2 separate regions of the Rattus norvegicus genome follow, and region 2 is linked to region 1. The links are chromatin contacts, called in public Hi-C maps. All regions are on one chromosome and are shown on one strand. The core of a region is the stretch at or near the end of the contact, and the rest is flanking DNA. Distances in the headings are between cores, read along the strand shown. Region 1 has its middle 17 kb from the start of Ackr2. Region 2 holds the start of Pomgnt2 (protein O-linked mannose N-acetylglucosaminyltransferase 2 (beta 1,4-)).

Region 1 (4,013 bases), core at 764-3,263:
GACTGACACAGCGGTGGCAACCAGTGGCTGCCAGCTCTCAGCTGCCAATTTCTTTGCTTTGAACTGTTTTCAATTCTCCCAAGGCCAATGCCCAGAGGAACCGAAGACATTGGTTGCTAATGAACCACTGAGAAAAAGATAAGGTTTTCACCTCCTCACCCACTGTCCACATAAAACAGCTCCCCCTCAAGGAGTCAAATATGAGTTACGGTATCTCAGGACCATGGATTCTGGATTCGTCTTGCCCCAGAAACAGTTTTATGAACTGTTACAGAACAAAGGAAGTCATAAAACAAGGCACGTTTCAAACAGGTTAGTAGAGACATCAGGTAGGCCTGCTACTTCAGAGTGGGGGAAATCTCACCGTGGGTCTCATATTCTCGCTGGTAACATTCTTAGCTATTATGCTAGTGAAAGCTAGAGGGTCTGTTCAGTTAAAACATTTCAAAAGGATTAACCTGACAATCACAAAGATCGCAGGTCAGATGCTAGGAGGGCTGAGAACAGCCCAAGATAAGTTGGTTCTTGATCTGCAACATTCCAACTCTCCATTAAGTTCTGATCCCCAAGGGCCTGTCATGGGCCACAGCCCAGATAAAAATAAGGAACAGCCCAGTAATTGGGCTGGAGGCACTACTTTAAGGATCCATGTAGGCCCCCTGTCTGCTCTGTTCTCAGCTCCATTTTAAAAGGAAGAAAATTACAGAGACATAAGATCATGCAGATTACAGGACTTGGATCTGGACCTGACTACTCTAAGCCTCACCCTCAGCCTCCACTCAGTTGATTGTCGGCACCCCATGCTCTGAATCCAAACATGTATCCTCTCCCTGTGCCTCTGCACATTTTGTTCATGTATGGAACCTCCAGGCTGACGTTGGGGGGCTATCACTCCACCATTCTCATCCAGGTTCATTGATGAAGGTCTCCCACTGGAGCCCAAGCTCCCTGATGCAGGAAAGCCATCTAGCCAGCTTGCTCCTGGGAGCCTGTCTCTGCTTTCTGAGTGGAAACCTCAGTGGTTTCTACTGTAACCAAATACCCGAGAAGAAGTGACTTAGAGGAGTCTGGGCTCAGGGAGGCACAGTGGCAGGAGCCAGAAGTCTCAGTGTGGTAACAATCATGAAAGAGAGAGTGGACAAGAAGTAGAACCCAGCTATCAAACCTCAGGGTCTAACCCCACTGAGGTTCCACCTCGTCTCCAAAACAGAGCCTCCAGCTGGAGTCTGAGCATGACATTAAAGGAACCTGTAGGAACATTTCACGTTCAAACCACCCTGCAGCTCAGGTCGTACCCCATCAAACACGGTTCCTCACGTTACCACTGAAGCACCCCTAAAGGAGTCAGTTGAGGAAACATCCTGACCCCTTCCATGCCAAGTGGGTTGCAGGAGCCGCTCTAGGGGGCTCTACCCGGGTCACGTGCTTCACGGGAAACGTAGAGCAGGGCAAGGAAACGTACTCGATAGGGAAAGCTGCGTCTGCACAGTGGACAGGCTGCTGGGAGCTGGGGCCTGGGTGCGGTCTCGGAGTCTGGCAAACGGCAGAGGACATGACAGCTATGAAGCCTCAGGGGCGGTTTAGCCTGACTCATTTTTCTAGAAAATACAACCTCGGGGAGTTGAAGGGTTCTTGGCGTTTCACAGGGCTCTGAAGCACTTGTCCAGTTGAAGGACCCCACCACGAATCGCACTTAACCACCCGGCTGGCTTCATCTGCCCCCTGGTTTTAGAGGTCCGGGAGTCTGGCGCTGAAGGCTGCAGACACTACAGCACTACACGGATGGACGGACATATGGATGGACAGACGGGACCGGAGGACGAGAACAAGGAGGGGAGGCGGCCTGCTTCATCCGCTGCGGGAAATGCTTTTGATGCCCCCTCCCCCACTCCCACCCGCCCCGGTACTGGCACACCTGGAAAAAAGAAATGTTCCCCTGCGTTCCAGAACACACACCACTGTTTTCACATTTGCAGAGTTGGCTGTGACTCTTCCCCTACTTTCATAAGCCTCTTCTGCGTAGTGACCGAAGTTTTGAAACTCTGCCCAGGGGCATATCCAGGAATGAGTGAGGGTGGACATGATCTCTGGACTTGATTTCAAGATTCTTTGTGCTTACTGTCAGCCTGTCAGGCTTACGGGGAGTGTCAAGCGGGGCTACAGGATCCCGGAGAACTCCCTAAGGTCAAGGTGGCTCCCCTCTCCTAACCAGCTATGGACCAGCTATGTGATACGCTGTCACAGCACCTGTGGTGTGTGCCACTGTTTGAACATTCCTCTAGCCAACATGTGACATCTTGAAACTTAAACACTCAAATCTACCTAACCCCAGCTTATGAAAGAATAGTAGTAAAATGACAGCTTGATGTTAGCCCCCAATGAGACGTGATAATAAAAACATGCCTGTCTATGCCCCACCTTAAGTCATCAAGTAGGCAGCCAGTTCCCTTCACACAAAAGAGAGTCAGCCTTTGCACAGTCTTGCTGTCCCTGGGGCTGTAGAGACGTCTTGGACAGTGAAGTACTCTCCACACAAGCACAAACATCTGAGTGAGGGTTCCCAACACTCAGGTAAAAAGACAAGTGTGGTGGTGGTGCTTGTAATCTTAGCTTTTGAAACAGGCTCTCACTGTTCTAGGATCCTTGGAAGTCAGTAGCCAAAACCGAGCTCCAGGTGGATATAGGGACACTCCATCCTCCATCCTCCTCTCTCTCTCTCTCTCTCTCTCTCTCTCTCTCTCTCTCTCTCTCACACACACACACACACACACACACACACACACAGAAGTTATTTAACCCTCTCTGTCTACCTCCCCAGCAACATCATGACTAACTTTAATTCTTGGATTGTGTTAGTTACTCCTCCTTCAGAATGAAGAACTGAGGCACAGAGACAAAGGGGATTTGAACTAGGATATGACAGAACCAGGTCTTCAACCAAAAACATCTCATGATCAAGCTTGTGTGTCTGACTACTGGCTTTACGGTCCCCCTGAGGCCGCCTGTCCCCATGGTCAGCACTACTGGTGTGTCTTAGAGATTTCCCGCCCATGTGTTATAGGGACTTCTGGGTCTCTTCAAAGAAATGAATTCAATAGAATGACATAGGTAGCTTCAAGCAAAATTTTACTAAGCAAAGTGAACACCCCGAAGAGAGATTGGAGTAAGTTTCCCCAAGGTAGGGAGCTTACCCGAGGGGTTCTGCATTGTGAATTTATTTACTTTGTTTATTTAATGGTACTCGGGTGCTCAATCTGCATGTACACCTTCATGCCAGAAGAGGGCATCAGATCCCCATATAGACAGATAGATGGTTGTGGTAGAAACCATGTGGTTTCTGGGAATTGAACCCAGGACTTCTGGAAGAGCATTTAGTGCTCTGAACCACTGAGCCATCTCTCCAGCCCCTTTGCATTGTGAATTTTAAAGACTTTTTAAAGAGCGTTTGTGGAACAGGTAGCATATCCAGGAAGGCTAGCCTTGAGCACCTACTCTGCCTTTACCTCCCAAGATCTAGGGTGCATGCAGGCTTGTAGCACTGCTCTCAAGGCTCTCATGACAGCCGACATCTCAGATGGACCTCAAGAAAGTACCCTCCCAATTCACGGATCAGGTCTCTCTTTTAGGATATTTCTTCCCATAATCCTCTAGAGAAGCCTCCAGGAGGAAGAAGTCAAAACCACAACCTAAATGACACAGTGAAGTCGAGCTCTTCTGAGTCACAAGGGTGGGATAACGCTGGTGGGAACACCCCACCTGCAGCCTCCACGGTGTTTACCCACAGGAGGTTATGTGAGCATCGGGAGGCTGCCAATGCACAGCCACAGCCTGGCTTCCGCAGAGCTCACTGCTTGGAGATTGCTCGTGGTATGTGGCTGACCATCACAGCTGTCTGTTGGCTGGGACAGTGAGGCTGTGCCATAAAGGCTGGCGTCAGTGTTTACAACCAACTGGCAGGTTGCACAAACGGAAATCAGGACTTGCTTCCTGCTGGAGCAGCTCATTTGAAACGT
Region 2 (3,970 bases), core at 801-3,300, 94 kb before region 1:
CTGGAGCTGACAGTCGCCTGTTTTCTCCTGCAGTCCTGCTTCTCTCCAGCAGATGGCACTGGTGTCTAGCTGCTGATGCTCTGTAACTGGTTTGCTGTGTCAGGTAATTTCTAAGGAGAATTGGGGCCCAGGGCAGGGAAATGGGTACAGCATTGTTCTGCTGGGGCTGAGCACATCACTCAGAAAGCTGTACTCTCCTGTCATGTGCCTGTCTGTGATAAGCCAGAGCTCCAACTCGGTCTGGCTTCAAAAATGAAGAAAGTTCTCTGAAAACAGGGTCCCTGTGTCTCTCCTGTGTGCAGTCCTTAGCATACTATCTGTACCCTCAGGCCAGTTTGCTTGTGGTTAGTAGCCATGGGACACCCCCATTCCTCCTGTCCATTGGATAGGAACACGGACTGGCTTCTTCACCTAGTCTGACCAGTCCCTCTTAGACAGCAGGCCACTGGGTTGAGCCAGAAATCCAGAAGTAAGCTCTCTGGCACCCCAAGGGCAATGTCTCTGCCTCCTCTGAGTCCCAGGAGATTCAACACAGGGCTTGGAGGAAGTGTGAACACACCGAGGAACTCCTTAGGAAGAGTGGACATAGACAGAAATGACCATCCCACTGCTGGCCTAACCTGGAGACCCAGGAAGGGAGGGTGGGTGCTGCTCCAGTCCAGGGTGCCTCGGTGGCACCTGGCCAAACTCGATCCCTGGTCTCTGTCTTCTCTGGGGAGATTTCTGTGCTTACATTTGAAACACTGTTTCAAGGAACAGTGATGGGTAGTCCCAGCCAGCTCCTGCCTAACACTGGCCAGCCTCAGCGCTGAATCATGAAGGTAGGAGAGTGCCTTGGGTGCTTCTGAACACACAGGGCTTCTGTGGCCCTTTATTGACTATGAGGTATCCCAACCCTTTTCCTTGCACTGGAGGCCTCACCTCTTAGGGAACCTAACTGAACGAAATGCTTCTTTTTGTACATCAGAAAATGGTTGGGTGCCAGAATTTCAACCAGTGTTTCATCATAGCCCGTGGCAAGGCCGCCAGACACTTGCTCTTACTAACAGGTGCCTGGATTCCAAAAGAAAGGCCACTCAGGAGGCCGAGTGAGTGAACGTGCCCGACCCTCAATCCCCAAATGCCTCGGTACTGGCACTAATCACTACACAAATGTGAGGGGTTCTGTTTGGAGATAGATGTGGCCCAAAACCCGTACCTCACTGAACTTCTACAGGGCTCCGGTGGTGGCAATGTCTTCCCTCCATAGCACAGGTGTGTGTAGGATACTCCTCTTGACATCTTCAGAGGCTGCTGAAGGCACAAGGTACTTTACCTTGAGGCGGGACAGATTCAGCAGCTACTAATGAAGGGGGGAGGGCCAGGGCACTCATCCAGGTAGAGGACTTGCTCTTCTTGCAACAGCTGAGAGGCTATCTTGATCCTCCCAGCTCAGCAGCTGAGTGGTACCGGTGTAATTAGAAGGGTGACTGGGGGCCGGTTCATCTAAACAAATGGCTCATGGGGCGCCCGTTAGGCTTGAGGATCTATGTCAGATCCAGCACCCACATAAGAAGTTGGACATGGTGGTGATCTCTAATGCTAGCACTGAAGAGGCAGAGCTGGGGGACGGGGGAGATCCTGGAGATCCCTGGCCAGCCAGTCCAACTCAATCAGTGTGACCAAGTTCAGTGAGAGACTCTGTCCCCAAAACACAAGGTGAGGAACAGTCAGGGAAATATACTTGATGCTGACCTCTGGCCTCCAAATGTTGTACACGCACACATGCCCTGAACACACACACATACAAAAATAACTCAAAGAGCCCAGAACCTGTGATTTGACTCACAACATGTCACTGGGGAGCTTTGCTGAAGTAGGTGTGTGGACGTGGAGGAAGCACACGGCGGGAGTGTGCTGAGAGTCCTGGCTGGGTTGACTCCTCTCTCTCACCCTTTGCAGGCTTTTTCTGGTCCTCCAGCACACTTAGGGATGGATGGGTGAAGCCCACTTGGGCTGTGGCTCTGCCCAGCAGCCATCATCTCGCTGAGGCCCCCTGGTGGCGATAGGATGCACCTCTCTGCAGTATTCAACGCCCTCCTGGTATCAGTGCTGGCTGCGGTCCTGTGGAAGCACGTGCGGTTGCGGGAGCATGCGGCCACGCTAGAGGAGGAGCTGGCCCTTGGACAGCAGTCCCTGGATCCAGTCCCAGGGCTGAGGATCGACTACCCGAAGGCCCTGCAGATCCTCATGGAGGGTGGCACCCACATGGTGTGCACGGGCCGCACCCACACGGACCGCATCTGCCGCTTCAAGTGGCTCTGCTACTCCAATGAGGCCGAAGAATTCATCTTTTTCCACGGCAACTCGTCTGTGATGCTGCCCAACCTGGGCTCCCGGCGCTTCCAGCCGGCCCTGCTGGACCTGTCCACTGTGGAGGACCATAATGCCCAGTACTTCAACTTCGTGGAGCTGCCTGCCGCAGCCCTGCGCTTCATGCCAAAGCCAGTGTTCGTGCCTGATGTGGCCCTCATCGCCAACCGCTTCAACCCCGATAACCTCATGCACGTCTTCCATGATGACCTGCTCCCCCTCTTCTACACACTGAGGCAGTTCCCCGGCCTGGCCCAAGAGGCCCGGCTCTTCTTTATGGAGGGGTGGGGCGAGGGCGCCCACTTTGACCTCTATAAACTCCTCAGCCCCAAGCAGCCGCTGCTCCGTTCGCAGCTCAAGACCCTGGGCCGGCTGCTCTGCTTTTCCCATGCTTTCGTGGGCCTGTCCAAGGTCACCACCTGGTACCAGTACGGCTTTGTCCAGCCCCAGGGCCCAAAGGCCAACATCCTGGTCTCTGGCAATGAGATCCGGCAGTTCACCCGCTTCATGACTGAAAGGCTGAACGTGAGCCACGCGGGGGCGCCCCTCGGGGAGGAATACATTCTGGTCTTCAGCCGCACCCAGAATAGACTCATCCTGAATGAGGCAGAGCTGTTGCTGGAGCTAGCACAAGAGTTCCAGATGAAGACCGTGACAGTGTCCCTGGAGGACCACACCTTTGCCGATGTCGTGCGGCTGGTCAGCAACGCCTCCATGTTAGTCAGCATGCATGGGGCCCAGCTGGTGACAGCCCTCTTCCTGCCCCGTGGGGCTACTGTGGTTGAACTCTTCCCGTACGCTGTCAATCCTGACCACTACACCCCCTATAAGACGCTGGCCACACTGCCTGGCATGGACCTGCAGTATGTAGCCTGGAGAAACATGATCCGGGAGAACACAGTCACGCACCCCGAGCGACCCTGGGACCAAGGGGGAATCACCCACTTGGACCGGGCTGAGCAGGCCCGCATCCTACAGAGCCGAGAGGTTCCCCGGCATCTGTGTTGCCGGAACCCAGAGTGGCTATTCCGAATCTACCAGGACACCAGGGTGGACATCCCATCCCTCATGCAATCCATTCGGCGTGTGGTGAAGGGCCGGCCGGGGCCACGGAGGCAGAGGTGGGCAATCAGCCTGTACCCTGGTAAGGTACGGGAGGCTCGATGTCAGGCGTCGGTGCAGGGCGCCACGGAGGCCCGCCTGTCTGTGTCCTGGCAGATCCCGTGGAACCTCAAGTACCTGAAAGTGAGGGAGGTGAGGTACGAGGTGTGGCTGCAGGAGCAAGGGGAGAACACGTATGTGCCTTACATGCTGACGCTGCAGAACCATACCTTCACGGAGAACATCAAACCTTTTACCACCTACCTGGTGTGGGTCCGCTGCATCTTCAACAGGAGCCTCCTGGGACCTTTTGCAGATGTGCTGGTGTGCAGCACGTAGCTAGCAGGCCATGGCCAGGCCTCAGGAGGGGTCTCGAGGCTCTGCTTTCCCAGGCTCACAGTTCTGCTAGCAACTGTGGTGATTGAGTATCTATTTATTGAGTAGGCTTGCACCAAGCCTGCTTCCCGACGTGTGCTGTTTGCAGAATTCCCCTAGCTCTGAAGAGATAGTGCCCGTC

The links. A called contact is a pair of places that touch in the nucleus more often than the background predicts.
Region 2: a Hi-C map of liver shows a contact between it and region 1, with 2.6 times the contacts expected there. The contact joins the promoter of Pomgnt2 here to the enhancer-like site in region 1. A contact is called at or near these places in 9 of 12 Hi-C or Micro-C datasets (the A7r5 cell line, Schwann cells, frontal cortex and 5 more) and 1 of 1 datasets of contacts at active chromatin or transcription factors (oligodendrocytes).

Annotation. Positions count from the first base shown.
Region 1 is chr8:130,429,046-130,433,058 of GRCr8, reverse strand. No RefSeq gene overlaps it. Among named protein-coding and RNA genes, the nearest start is that of Ackr2, 17 kb to the left of the region's middle. Within about 2 kb of position 2,013, at least 5 of the 93 cell types and tissues checked have an H3K27ac peak or open chromatin away from gene starts, as enhancers often do. A contact at or near this core is called in hepatocytes and liver, where this site is marked.
Region 2 is chr8:130,522,856-130,526,825 of GRCr8, reverse strand. Pomgnt2 (protein O-linked mannose N-acetylglucosaminyltransferase 2 (beta 1,4-)) reads left to right here and starts at 2,050. Exons shown (of 1, transcript NM_001009437.1): 1 at 2,050-3,792. The coding sequence starts at 2,050. The coding sequence ends at 3,792.